2 separate regions of the Anas platyrhynchos genome follow, and region 2 is linked to region 1. A link is a contact called in public Hi-C data. All regions are on one chromosome and are shown on one strand. Each heading gives the region's core, a stretch centred on a gene start, on an enhancer-like site or on the middle of the called end of the contact. The rest is flanking DNA. Distances are from core to core; before and after follow the strand shown.

Region 1 (6,124 bases), core at 2,520-5,019:
CAGTGGTATACAAGACAGTGACGCTCAAATTAGAAGCCTTTGGTTGTCAAACTCCTCACTTGGTCGTGCCCAAACCATGGCACTTTGCCCAACTTTGCTTTCCTTGAATGTGCCCCACACTGAATTTGTTCCCTTCCTCAATCTGTGTTAGAACTCTTTATCTATATTAGTAAATGTTTTTGCCTCTGCTGAAGATATTGTATTAATTCTTAAGCTATTCTCCTATATTCTCATATATGCTGCCCATATAGCTGAGACAGAATTGCTATTTCCTAAATAACATTTGTATGGTAAAATCACCCGTTTTATTTTTTCTACTACAGGAGAATGAAGGGCTCAAGTTGGTCTGTAGTGAAGTTACTGAGTTGTCTCAAAAAGACCTTAAGGTTTTCTTATGAATGCTTAAGTCCCTAAAGCATCCCCTCTGGCTGAGCATCCCTTCTCCTATGTCTTCTTTGAACCACTAATTCCAATTCATTTCAGAAAAAAAATAGTAATAGTTTGGTTTTACTCTGCTTTCTCCTATAACTGTGCAGCTACCGAGGTTTCCTTTGAACCCGTGTCCACGATTAAATTCATTCTTCCTTTCTCTTTTCCAGCTTCTCTCTGCAAAATTCCTCTTGCTCCATTTCTATGAGAACTATTCCTGCAAACTGGGTCCCTAAGAGGATTAGCGAAGGGGATACCAATTTATTTATACCCACCTCAGCATGGTAGCAGCCAAACACTGTAAGTTGCTGGGTTATTAAATGGCCTGTAGCACATGAAAGAAGCTTCAATCTTCTGGGGCAGTTCAGAGTGGACAGGTGTCCACCTCACAGCTGCTCCAAACTGATCCCCAGTTTTGGCAATATATATATATTTTTCTTTTTAACCTGTTCACATTGGTGATATGAACAGGAGTGCTCAGGACTAAATGGACCACAGGCATTTGGTCCCTTTTAAAATATAAGAACAATTTTCAGGCCTCTTTCCGTTGAACTTTTTTTAACTGATAAAAAATAAAAGAACAAAAGAGAGATACGGGGAGTTAGGGAAATCCCTCAGACTTTCTCTGTTTAAATTCCAAATTCCTGGCAGTCACAGTGTCAGGTGATGTTGCTGTTTGGGTTTGCTTCTATAGTGCCTGGCTTGCACAGTCCCAAGCTGAGTTAAATACGTGGCTATGATCAAAAGAGGATGACGCCTCCATTTCTTTGTGCCAGCCTGGAGGCCCTTAGGTGTTGGAGTCTAAGCCTTTGAAAAACAAGGTTGCTGGACTCCAGTAAATAAAGTGTCCGGATGCTAGTGATGATTCATAAAAGCAATTAAAAAAGGAAAGTGCTTCGCTGCTAAGCGTAATGCCTTGGTTTGAAGATGTCCTTAAGTGTGTGTAATGATGCAAATAGTGGTCAGTGGATAGTGACTGCTGTGTTTAAGATTACGAATCTGTTTCCAACATAACTCCTGTCTTCACGTGGTCCTAATGATCAAAGCCACTTTTTTTTTTTTTTTTTGGTAGCTGAATCTTCTTTATTTAGTCTGTATTTCGAAATAGATAGTTCCCATCCCTTCTTAAATTTGTGAAAAGAGAAAAAAAAACACAACTCCAATACTAATACTAATCCCAATACTAAATGAAGATTTAGTATTTTCGATGTGAGAAATGTGTTTTTTGAAATTTAGACACTAGAGATGGCAAATGTTTGAAATTTATCCAACACGATTTGGTTGGGGTTTTTTGTATTGTTTTTATTTTCAATGCTACCTTCTTGCATTACGGCCTTGACCTTCCACAGGCACAAAGCACCTCACTTGCACAGCTTTCAAAGTGATTTGTAATTAGCAAGGCTGAACTCTGCTAAGCCACGACTAGGGTTCTTGTTGCATACAGAGATCCCCCAGCATGGCCACATTGCCAAGCGAGACGTAGACCCCGAGGCATATTCTACAAGCTTCTCAAGTCAGCTCAACCAACTGTTAGCTCTTAGTCATGGCTCTGGGGCTGCTGTTCTAGAGCAGATGCTTCCAGTCGTACCAACTTCTCCAAGTGGATGCCTCTGGCTTCTCTCGAGGTCTGTGTATAGTCCGAAGCTGGGGCTTGGCTTTGCTTTGCCCTCACATACTGCCCTTGATTAGACCAGCCATATATGCTAAGGGAAGCAAAATAGTTTACTGATTTATCATGGATCATTAGATGGAGTAACTCTTCTTAAAACATCACCAGTATGGATACAATAATTAGAGATGTGCTTTTGTTAACATTGCCAGCCTCTACCGTCTTGTACAGTACCCTTGGGTACTAAATAATTACCCACTTTGTGTGGTTATCTAGCTCACTAATTACCCACAAAAATTGGGGTCAGGTGTTAACTGCTTGAAATAAGTATCCTCCAAAGACTTGGTTAAATTGTGTAAAGAAATTATGTGTTTGCAGCAAAACTTTAAAAAAAAAAATCAAACATTTTTTGTTATTGTTGTTGGAAGGAAGACAGGGGAACGTGAAAAAGACAATGGGTGTAAATAATTCTCTGTGATGGCAAAATCTTACCTACTGCTATGATGCTGAGGATGGTATCTGTACGGGTAGTGAAAGGATGGTGGCAGATACCGTCTCTCTAATCCAGTCTACTTTTCCCAAAGATTAGATCCTTCAGTACACAGGGTTTGATTCTTCCCCTATCTAGGCTGATGTCAATCAGGATTGTGTCGGTATAAATGAGAAAATTTGTATGCATGGATTCCTGGACTGCCTTTACTGCATAATTCCACCTCCTCTATCACCCAGGGACTTCTGCATTGCACCCAATAATTGAATTATGTATTGTATACGTATTTCCATATGTTTATTTTACTCGTTTCAAACTCTGTATGCATGCAGAATTTCATTCTAAGGCTGCTGCTCATAAAATGTAGCCTGCTTTGAGTAATAATTTAATTCCTGTGTTCAGGGAGTTACCCCAGTGAGTCAAAGATTTCTAGATAGCCCCACCCTCCCCAACTTCCCGAACACTTACACTGCAGTCACTTTCTCTTTGCCAGACCCACACAAGACGCTGAACTAGCCAAAATCCCAAGAGGCAGCTTCCCCTGCCTCCCCCATTGTAGCCCCAGAGAACTAGGAAGCAAAGCCACAAAAACCCCGAAACCAAAGCCCTTGAAAATACCTGGCAAGGCACAGAGGCACGTTTAACAGCCCGCCTCCCTAACCTGGTGCCTCGCATAGGTGCTGGCTGTCCGCAGTACAAAGGATTTCAGTGGGAACTAAGGGAGGTGCTTCGGAAAATCTCCCTGTGCACCCTCAGGAGCCGTGGATATCCAGCTGCATTCACCGCTGCAGTCCTAAAAGCACCTGTGCAGTGCCCGGCGTAACAAAGAGACTGCCCTATTGATTTAGTGCTAGGTGCTTTATGGCGAGCAGCACCTCCTGCTCCCACCAGCAGCCTGTACAGGGGCAGGTCTAGGGCACTGGTGGCGTGTTTCCAAACCCCAGCCCCATAGATCTGGTGGATGTGGGGTGGCAGGTGAGGCCCCACATGGCAAGGTGGGGGTCTTGTGGGGTGTACCTGCGCTCCGCATTGTGCAGCTCTGCAGGCACCAGCCTCCAAAAGCACAATGCAGATTTAGTCGTCAGCCCCTCTCCCCCCCCCAGCTCCCCGCTGATGTTAACTGTCTGTATTATTATTTATCGTTATCAGGGGATTTGGTTTGATCAATGAAGTGTATATGCGTCTGACGGACATTGGGAGAGGAAATGCTTGGAGAATGAGTAACATGTCTGCAGCGGAGGGTGTGTGTGTGTGTGAGGGAGAGAGAGAGGGAGAGCATCGGTCCTAGGAGCAGTGACTGATGAGTTCATTTCAAAATCCAAGGGCATATAGCTGGTAAATTAGCACATCTTGCAAATATAGTCCGGGCTGCGAGGCAGCAGCGGGGCTGCCATTGAGCGGAGGGCTGGCTTGTGGGGAGGGCTCGGGGGGGTGTGTGTGTGTGAGGGGGGGGTGGGGGGGGTCGAGGAGAGGAGCTTGGCAGCTCGAAAGTCATCGCGGGCATGAGGCAGGCAGCCTGCTGCCTCCCTGCGATTTCCACGGGCGGCTGCGGGCTGCAGCGTGCCGGGGGGGGGGCGGCGGGGGGGAAGCCGACAGAGCAGCAGCAGCGGCGGATTTTATTGTTTTAAAATCCAGATCCAGCCAGAGGGATGCCAGGCGAAGGGCTGCGGTCCCCCTATTCCCCCCCTTATCCCTTCCATCCCTCCCCCCTTCCTTTTTTTTTTTTTTTTTTTTTTGCCTCCCCCCCCCCCCCCTCCCTTCAAGCACCCCCGCAGGATGGCGGCGTGGGGCAGCAGCCGGCTGCCGGAGGGGTCCCGGGGGCTGTGGGGTTTCTCCTTGGGGGGCTTTGGGGTTTCTCCCGGGGGCTGTGGGGTTTCTCCCGGGAGCTTAAGGGATTATTGGGGAGGGGGGAGCCGGGCTGGTGTGTGTGCGAGGCTGGCGGCGGCGGCGGGGGGAGCCGGGTCCTTATTCTGTTAAAGATTTAAGTAGGCATGCAAGGAATCTCTAGGATAGTTGGCAAAGGGCGAGGGTGGGGAGGGGGGGGGGGAAGGATCCAAAAGAGTCTGTAACCAGACACTGAAGCTTTCCAGGAGTGAGAGTGTGTGAGAGAGACGGAGACAGAGCGAGAGGAAGAGAGGGGGCAGTGTGGTCTAGTACATTTTCATCTGGTCGTTGATTTGAGCCTGATGCTTGCTGTCCCTCAACAGCCTCCCTTGCCTGGATTTTTTCTTTCCCCCTCTCCTCTCCTTTCCCTTCTACTTCATCGAAGCCTAGGGGAGCCAGTAAAGATTAAATGTGCTTTCTAAAAGGCAGCCACTTCATGCAGCTATGTCTACTCCCCCCCTCCCCACCAGCCGTCCCCCCCCCCCCCCCCGCCTTTACTCCCCCCCTTTTTGAAATTAAAAAAAAAAAAAAAAAAAAAAAAAGGAGCGAGGGGGAGACAGAGAGGGGGAGAAGGAAGGAGGAGGAAGAGGAGGACTGTAGTTTAATGATGTCGGGACTGGCTGATCCAGAAGGAGGAAAAAAAAAAAAAAAAGGAGGAAAAAAAAAAAAAAAAAAGGCAAAGATTTGAGATCCTGGACGAGGAAGGACTTTGGTGAATGGGCTCAGACTCCTGAGGTGAGAAAAGGACGGAGGGAGTGCCGCCGGGTCGGTGATGGGGCCCGTGACCGCTGTGCGGGGCCGTGCGGGGCCGGGCCGGGGGGGGCCGCTTTGGGCAGCGCCGGGCGCGGAGCGGCGGAAATTTGGGATTTTTTTACCCCCCCCTCCGGCACCTTCGGGCTTCCCCCCGGTTCTGCCGCTGGGCCCTGAAGCAGCTCCAGAGATGGGTGGAGGGTGCAGCTCCATATTATTTATTTGGGGGGGGGGGAGGAAAGGGGGGGGGGGGGGGAAGAGAGGGAGGGGAGGGAGGGAGGGAAAGGGGGAGAAGAGCGGGGAAGGAGGTGGCGAGCTGGGGACGAAATCCTGCTCTCGGTTATGGCCGGCGTAAATTTCCATTGGCTGGGGTTGCACAAGGTGCTCGGAGAGGAGTCGGTGCAGGATGGAGACCCTTTTGTGTGTGTGTGCGGGGTGGGGGGGTGGGGGGGGTGCGGGTGTGCGCGGGGCTCGGGGACCCTCCTCTCCCCGGGAAAAAAAAAAAAAAAAAAAGGAAAAAAAAAAAATGGGTTTTTCTCCAGGTTTGCCTTCGAAAAAAGCCCGGCCCGCGGCTGGCAAGGGAGAGGGCGGCCGGGGCTGACAGCCTGGGGCTTGCTCTGGCTCCCGGCTGGCCCCAGCTGATGCAGGGGCTGGGAGCCGGGCCGCAGCTCGCGGCCCCCCCAGCCCCCCCGCTTTAATAACGCCGCTGATAATTATAATTATAATAACAACGGCGGCGGCGGTGGGAGCGCGGAGGGAGGAGGGCGGCAGGCGAGGTGCTGCGGAGGAATTCGGTTCCTTTTCCTTTTTCCCCCCTTTTCTTTTCCTTGATATATTCCCTTTTTTTTTTTTTTTTTTTCTCCCCTTAAAAAAAAAAAAAAAAAAAAAAAAAAAGATGTTTTAAAAATGCAAGCGGCTTGCCCAGCTGCACACACCCACCCCTCGCCTCCCTCCCCCGGCTT
Region 2 (6,124 bases), core at 1,597-4,096, 34 kb before region 1:
CATTTAAAAATAATGATATACCTCTAACTAGGTCTTATAAAAGGAAGTCTCAAATAGCGAGAGAGAAACAGATGCTTTGGGGGACTTGTGGATAAAAATAGCGGCTTTCAATTTGCAACCAAAACAAAAATATGGCCCCACTTAGTCAACCTCAACACTAAAAATTCCTGTGAAAACCATAGGACCCAGGGCTGGGAAGGCATGGTAACTACCTGGTACTGCATCTGCGGTGGTTTTGGCACATTTTTCTGGCTCCTACCTTGCCGTAATTCTTGCTTTTCTACCCATCCTGGTGCCTGGCGAATCCCATCTTACTGGGCCTGATGGTTTATTTAACAGCTCTTTAGCAGGCTGAGACCTTCCGATTCTGGAAAAATGCTCAAGTTATGCCTGGGCTATGCACAAATCGTCTTCTCCATGGGCAGTGCGGATTTTGACGGAGCTGGTGTAGGTGTAGGTGTAGCACACTCGGGATCTTTGCCCAGTGCCGAGCATTTTCCTCGAGGCAGGGCTCCGCGGGGCTCGGTTATCCACCTCCGTGATGAAAGACTGAATCAGCCTCGGCAGGGCTGGATATGTCTGCTTTGCGGGATGAGGTTTTCAAAGGCAAACTACAGACGGCTCGCTGGAGGCAAAGGCAAATATCCTTTTCCCAGCTCAGCCGGGCTGGTTGAAGGTCTGCATGTCTGCAGGCAGCTCTCCCCCCCGCAGCTCACCCAGGGGAAAGAAGTGTGCGAGCGGTCCCTAATCCTCTCCAGCACTCCTAGCTAGGTTCGTACCCTTTTCTTTGCCTGGTTTTAAGTTATAAGGACCGATTTTTGCATTGACACCTATGAGAAGTTGTGCCGTGCTCCCTTCTCCTGGCTCTGCTGTGGGAGTGAGAAGCTCCTTGGCAAGCAGTTCGAGTGCTACAGCATCCTAAACCCCATCTCAGCCGTTTGTAAAGCTGTGGATGTGAACGGTGAAGTCCTGCAGGCAGCTCTGACTCTGCTGGGTTCGGAGCATCTGTGCAACAGGACTGAGCAAGCTGGGGAAAGGGATGTGTTTGTTTTGTGTGCTTTTGTTTAACTGGGAAAGACACTACAAGGTTTGGAGATAGTGTCTTTATAATATTCCTACTTTTTTCTTACCTGTTAAAGCAAAAAAGGCAAACCTTTCTTTTAAATGGGTAGTTTTAACTCATTCATTTGGTGTTTTTATTACAGGTGGTTCTTCCCAAACAATGCTAAGCAGTCAGGTGAGTCAAATATTTCACTTTCCTGCACATCTATGCATGAGGAATGAGAAATGATGAGTGGGACCAATGCTGGACACCTCTGAATTTCAGGGACTTTAGGTTCAGAGTGGCCCCGTATCCTCCTAACCACTTACCCCCAGAGAGGCATTTTTAAAACAGGCATTTTGTTCTTTGTCTCTTCTGCAGTGCTGCAGATTCACTTGCTTCAGAGCTTGCATTTAGCGATTAGAACTTTATAATTTTCTCCTTTGCTGGTAATGCCCTCACACTGTCATTTGGAGCTGAAAGGAAAGCGCGCTGCCAGAGCTGGCCCCACTGGGTGCCGCGATAATACTCTTAGGAGCGAGACTGTCATTAGATTAAGTGGAAGATACCGGTAGAGTTGCTCTTGATGGCCAGCCTCTCTTTTCTCCACATGATGCTCGGAGTCCGACTCTACTTTTCCTTTCAGATTTCCATATTGTCCCTCCTTTGTGCCTTGTCAGGAGCATTAGTCACAGCTATCCATCCGCATCGTGCGTCGCAGCTGAGACAAAGCCCGTGGGACGTGTGGCTGCCCGGCACCCTCACCCTGCATAGCATGGGGCTTGGGTCCCTCGTGTGAACAGCAAGCACTGGGGCAGGGAATCAGCATTCGGCCCTACAAGCCCGCTGCGTGACGATATTTAGCCTGGGTGGGGTGGCACCTTGGTGGGATGTTGGCCGTGCTGGGACCACGCTCAGCTCTGGTGTGGGAACGCGCTGAGGCTGACCAAAGGACTCGTTTTGCTCATTTTTACTGGTAAAAAGTGAAGGTGATGCTCATTCGGGCAGTGTGGGCTCCCCTTCTGTAGATTACTGGGTTCCTCACGTGAGGCTTGAAATCCTCATCTCGTGAAATTTGGCGCACGCGACAAGCAAAAGGCGGGTGCTGAACGATTGTCCCGAGCTGTCTGTCAGTGGGAGAGGATTTGAGACCGTCAGAGACGGAAGGAGGGCTTCCAGAAAGAGATTTCCCGCACCCAAATAATAAGGAACAGAGAAAAAAGTAAATAATAATAATAATAATAAAAAAAAAAAGTTGAATTTTGTCCCAGCCAAGGAGTGAGGAATGGGTGCAGCGACCATCACCTTCCCTGAATGGGTCAGGCTTGATTTAATCACCTCCTTTCCTAAAAGCAGAAGGTGAACAAACCATCTCTAAACGTTCAGGAACACACACATCAGAGACTGGAGGGAAAAAAAAAAAAAAGGTTGTTTAATATGGATATCTGACCCCACTGTGCAGGGAGAATGAGGCAGTCTGCGGCCCCCAGCGTCTGGTGGCAGGGAGTGGGTCCCACATTGTTGGCTCTGGCAGGGTTTCAGACATCTGCCAGGGGACGGGGATTTTGTTGGGAGAGGTGGCAGAGCGAGGGGAGCGAGAGAGAGACGCGAGCAAGCGCGGGGAGGCTTGCAGCTTTCTCTATATGCCCGGATAATGCTTCCTCTTTAAAATTCCCTTACTAAGCTCGGCTCCTATATTTTATATTCCGAAGGAAGGTTCCCGCCCCCCCGGCCCTCCCCACCCACCGCCACCCTCTCTGCCTTTAACTTGGGGAGTTGGGAGCTGCTACATCCACCCCGTGCGCTTTGCCAGGCAGCCCGTTTAAGGCCAAGATTAATGCAGTGCATTGGTGCAATCGTGCCGCAGTGCTGCGTGATCGGAATACGAGATGGAATATAGGGGGAAAGGCCAGAAATGTGCCTGTGTGCTGAGTTTACACAAGTCTCCTTAGCAACTTGTCTGATTTTTTTTTTTTTTAATTTATTTTTCTTTTTTCTATGTGGGGTGTGTGTGTGTGTGTCTGTGTGTGAGCGCTGTCCCAAATCACCAGTGGATAAAACATTCCCCGAGTTTTTAAAATAGCTCCGCTTGTTGGGCTCGTGGTTGTTTTTCCTTCTCCCTTTCCTTTTGTTAAATTAGTGGCTTCGTTAATTAATTTATTTATTAATTTATTTGTTTTCCTGGAGGGAGGAGGGCACTTGGGGGGGGGGGACGCCGAGCGAGGGGTGGCAGTGGGGCTGGGGGTGGGGGCACCGCAGTACTTCTCATTGTGACTTCGAGAGAGTTGGTTCCCTTCCAGTTGTTCACATCTCAGCATGTGGAATTAGTGTGCTTTCTCCCGATTTGCCACAGAATTGGCAGTAGGCTGACGCTGTTAGTCATTTGAATTGTGTTTGGATCCGGGCTGATTTTTTATTTTATTTTATTATTATTTTTTTTCGTATTTATTTATTTCAAAACATATATATTTTTTTTTTATTTTGAAAATACGCACGATGTATTTTATAGGCTATAAAATGGAGGAAAGGGGAAAAAAAAAGAAAAAAAAAAAAAAGAAAAGGGCGAGAGGATTGTGGCACGACTGTCCCCCGAGCCATCCCTTTATTCCCCTCCCCGTCCAATTTTTTTTTAGTTGCCTCCTGAAGAACCCCCTCCCTCCCTCCCCAAAGGAGGGAGTGGCCTTTTAGTGATCCAGGTACGTTGGATTTTTTTTTTTCCCCCAGTTTGTGCGATACTTTATTAATAGCGTGGGGCAAAGAGAAAGGCTGGAGGGTGGGGAGAGCAGGGGAGGAGGTGACGGCGGGTGGAGAGAGAGGAAAGAGTTATCCTCGAAGTACTGTACCTTGAAATAACTCGAGGGAAAATAGTTGCTGCCTCACTTGAGCTGCTTTCCAACCCTTTCTGTGTGCTTTTACTTTTTCTTTTCCTTCTATTTCTTTTTTTTTTTTTTAAGCTTTCCAGGGGGAGGGGGAATGAGGGGGGGTGAGAGGGAAGAAAAAAAAAAAAGAAACTGAGCCAAAAAAATTTTGAAGGCTTGATTTTGGCTTCTATACAAACAGATGTTGCCTGTCATTCCGCTGTTAAGCAGGCAGCAGATTGGAGCAAGCAGCAGCAGTTCAGGGGGAACTGCAGCAGAACTGGAGAGTGGGAGATCTGTAGATAGAGAAATACCTTTTTGTTGTCGTTCTGCACATAAATATTTTTTTTTCCCCTGGAATTATCTCTAATTACGACATGTCTCTTCTCATTTTTATTTTTTTTTAACTTTATTTTTTTTTTTAAGTGGGCAAAACAAACGCAAAGCAAAATGGAAAAGCACTAGGAACTCTCACCTAAATTTTTACCAAAACAGCTATCTTTCGGGCTGCTTTGGAGAGCTTTTCGCTTTGCTGTCTTGTTCCTTTCCACATAGGCGAACACGTGTAGGAAAGGGGGTTCTATTGGAAATGCTTAAGGCATTCTCGGTAAGTGAATGTTTACAATGAATTAGGACAGGGATTCTCTTGTTTTTCTTGCTGCGAGCCCTGTTTCTGTTGGGTTTGCCCCGGAGTTGTTGCTGGATGTGGAATTGTGAGGGTTGAAGGCCTTTCTGTCTCCTTTCCAAGTTTTAGCAGCGCTGTAGGAACACGAACCGCGCTGTTTATCCAGTCCGAAGTTCTAACGAAGCACCGCTACGCTCCATATCGCGCCTCTTTTGTCTTCTCTATGCGCTCGTGGGTTTAATCCCCCCCCCGGTTTTTTATGCTCTCGTTTTTTATTTCCCCCCTTTTGTTTTTAATTTCTGCCTTCTGCTTTAATCGTAGCGCGCTTGGGAGGGGAGAGCAAAGAGCAAAACACGGCGAGCTGTGAGCCGAAAGAGTTAAAAGTTTCTTGGCACAGGAGCAGCAGTTTAGCAACAGATCAATTCATTTAAATGAAAGAAATCACAGACCAAGCCATCTGATTTTGAAATTTCACATCTTATGCTTCCACTTTAGAACAAAGCTTCTGTTTTTCTTTCGCTCTTATTAATTCACGCTGCTTTTGTCGAAGGCTGTTGGTTTTCATAGGAACTTTAGGTTGTCTGTAGTCTGTCTCTTTCCCTCTTAAAATATGAAATCCGGGGGTGTAGCCATCCTCTGCTAGTTGCAGTTAGTTCTGCTGTAAAGCCAGCCATAAACCTCTGCACATATAACAGCTGGTGTCAGAGCTGTTTTCACCCTTGATTACTGGATGTTTGAAACAGCTTCCATTTTCTGCCTTGCAGGCTGTACAAACAGTCACCTCTGTGCTGGGAAAAATAGTCCTCTTCAGCCTCCCTGACTGTCCTGCGGGCTTTCTGAGCACACAGGGCTGGCTCTGTGGGTACCCACGGCACCGTGTTGGAAGGGGGGATTTTCTTGACCCAGATAAGAAGTATTTGCCCCCTCCAACATCTGTATCGAGCAGCAGTTGTTCGGACTGGCTGTGTGTGTGCCTGAAGTCCTGCAGATGGAAGAGTTGTATCCCTCTGTGCCTTACCACGTACATCGCCCGTAAGCCACCGTAACACTTTTAATGGCCAGTTAAAGTCTGAGAAGGATCACAAGCAACTTTCTGTGGCTGTTTGTTCAGTTAAATGCATTTGAGCTTTGGTACCAGTCCCGGTAGTTTTGTTCCTACATCAAGTCAAATGAAATAAATAAATTCACAGAGAGAGAGAAGTGAGGGATTTTTAAAATCTATCCCCATCTTCCTTTTACGTTACCTCCTCTAGAAAAAAAATAAAAATAAAAAATAAAAAAAGGACTTGCTTACGAGAAATGAATGTGCTTGGTGCAAGGATTCGCAGCCCCGTACTGAATTTTGATGGAAGCTTTTGCGCCGTGATGCTGAGCCTCTTCACGGTGGCATTGCGTCAAAGGAGAGGCCGTGGCGTTGGGGCATGGGCGAGCTCCTATCAGAGGGAAGCAGCGAAAGGGTGGGGAAGGCGTCCGCGAGCGGGGGGAATCCTTTTGTTCGGCTGCTCCCCAACCTCTGCTTCCCTGCACCCCCTGGAAGAAATCCTCAGTGAGGAAGAATGGTCTTAAGCCGCAGAAAGTGGATTTAGAAAAAGTGGGTGG

Evidence for each region. A called contact is a pair of places that touch in the nucleus more often than the background predicts.
Region 2: a contact with region 1 is called in a Hi-C map of subcutaneous adipose tissue, with 2.1 times the contacts expected there. The contact joins two enhancer-like sites. A contact is called at or near these places in 3 of 8 Hi-C or Micro-C datasets (F1 follicle, skeletal muscle and subcutaneous adipose tissue).

Annotation. Positions count from the first base shown.
Region 1 is chr25:7,289,571-7,295,694 of IASCAAS_PekinDuck_T2T, reverse strand. It overlaps LOC110353382 (a long non-coding RNA gene), which reads left to right. Exons shown (of 18, transcript XR_011804905.1): 16 at 600-6,124. Among named protein-coding and RNA genes, the nearest start is that of UBASH3B, 180 kb to the left of the region's middle. Within about 2 kb of position 3,769, at least 7 of the 8 cell types and tissues checked have an H3K27ac peak or open chromatin away from gene starts, as enhancers often do. A contact at or near this core is called in subcutaneous adipose tissue, where this site is marked.
Region 2 is chr25:7,323,068-7,329,191 of IASCAAS_PekinDuck_T2T, reverse strand. LOC110353382 (a long non-coding RNA gene) reads left to right here. Exons shown (of 18, transcript XR_011804905.1): 9 at 1,206-1,237. Among named protein-coding and RNA genes, the nearest start is that of UBASH3B, 150 kb to the left of the region's middle. Within about 2 kb of position 2,846, at least 1 of the 8 cell types and tissues checked has an H3K27ac peak or open chromatin away from gene starts, as enhancers often do. A contact at or near this core is called in subcutaneous adipose tissue, where this site is marked.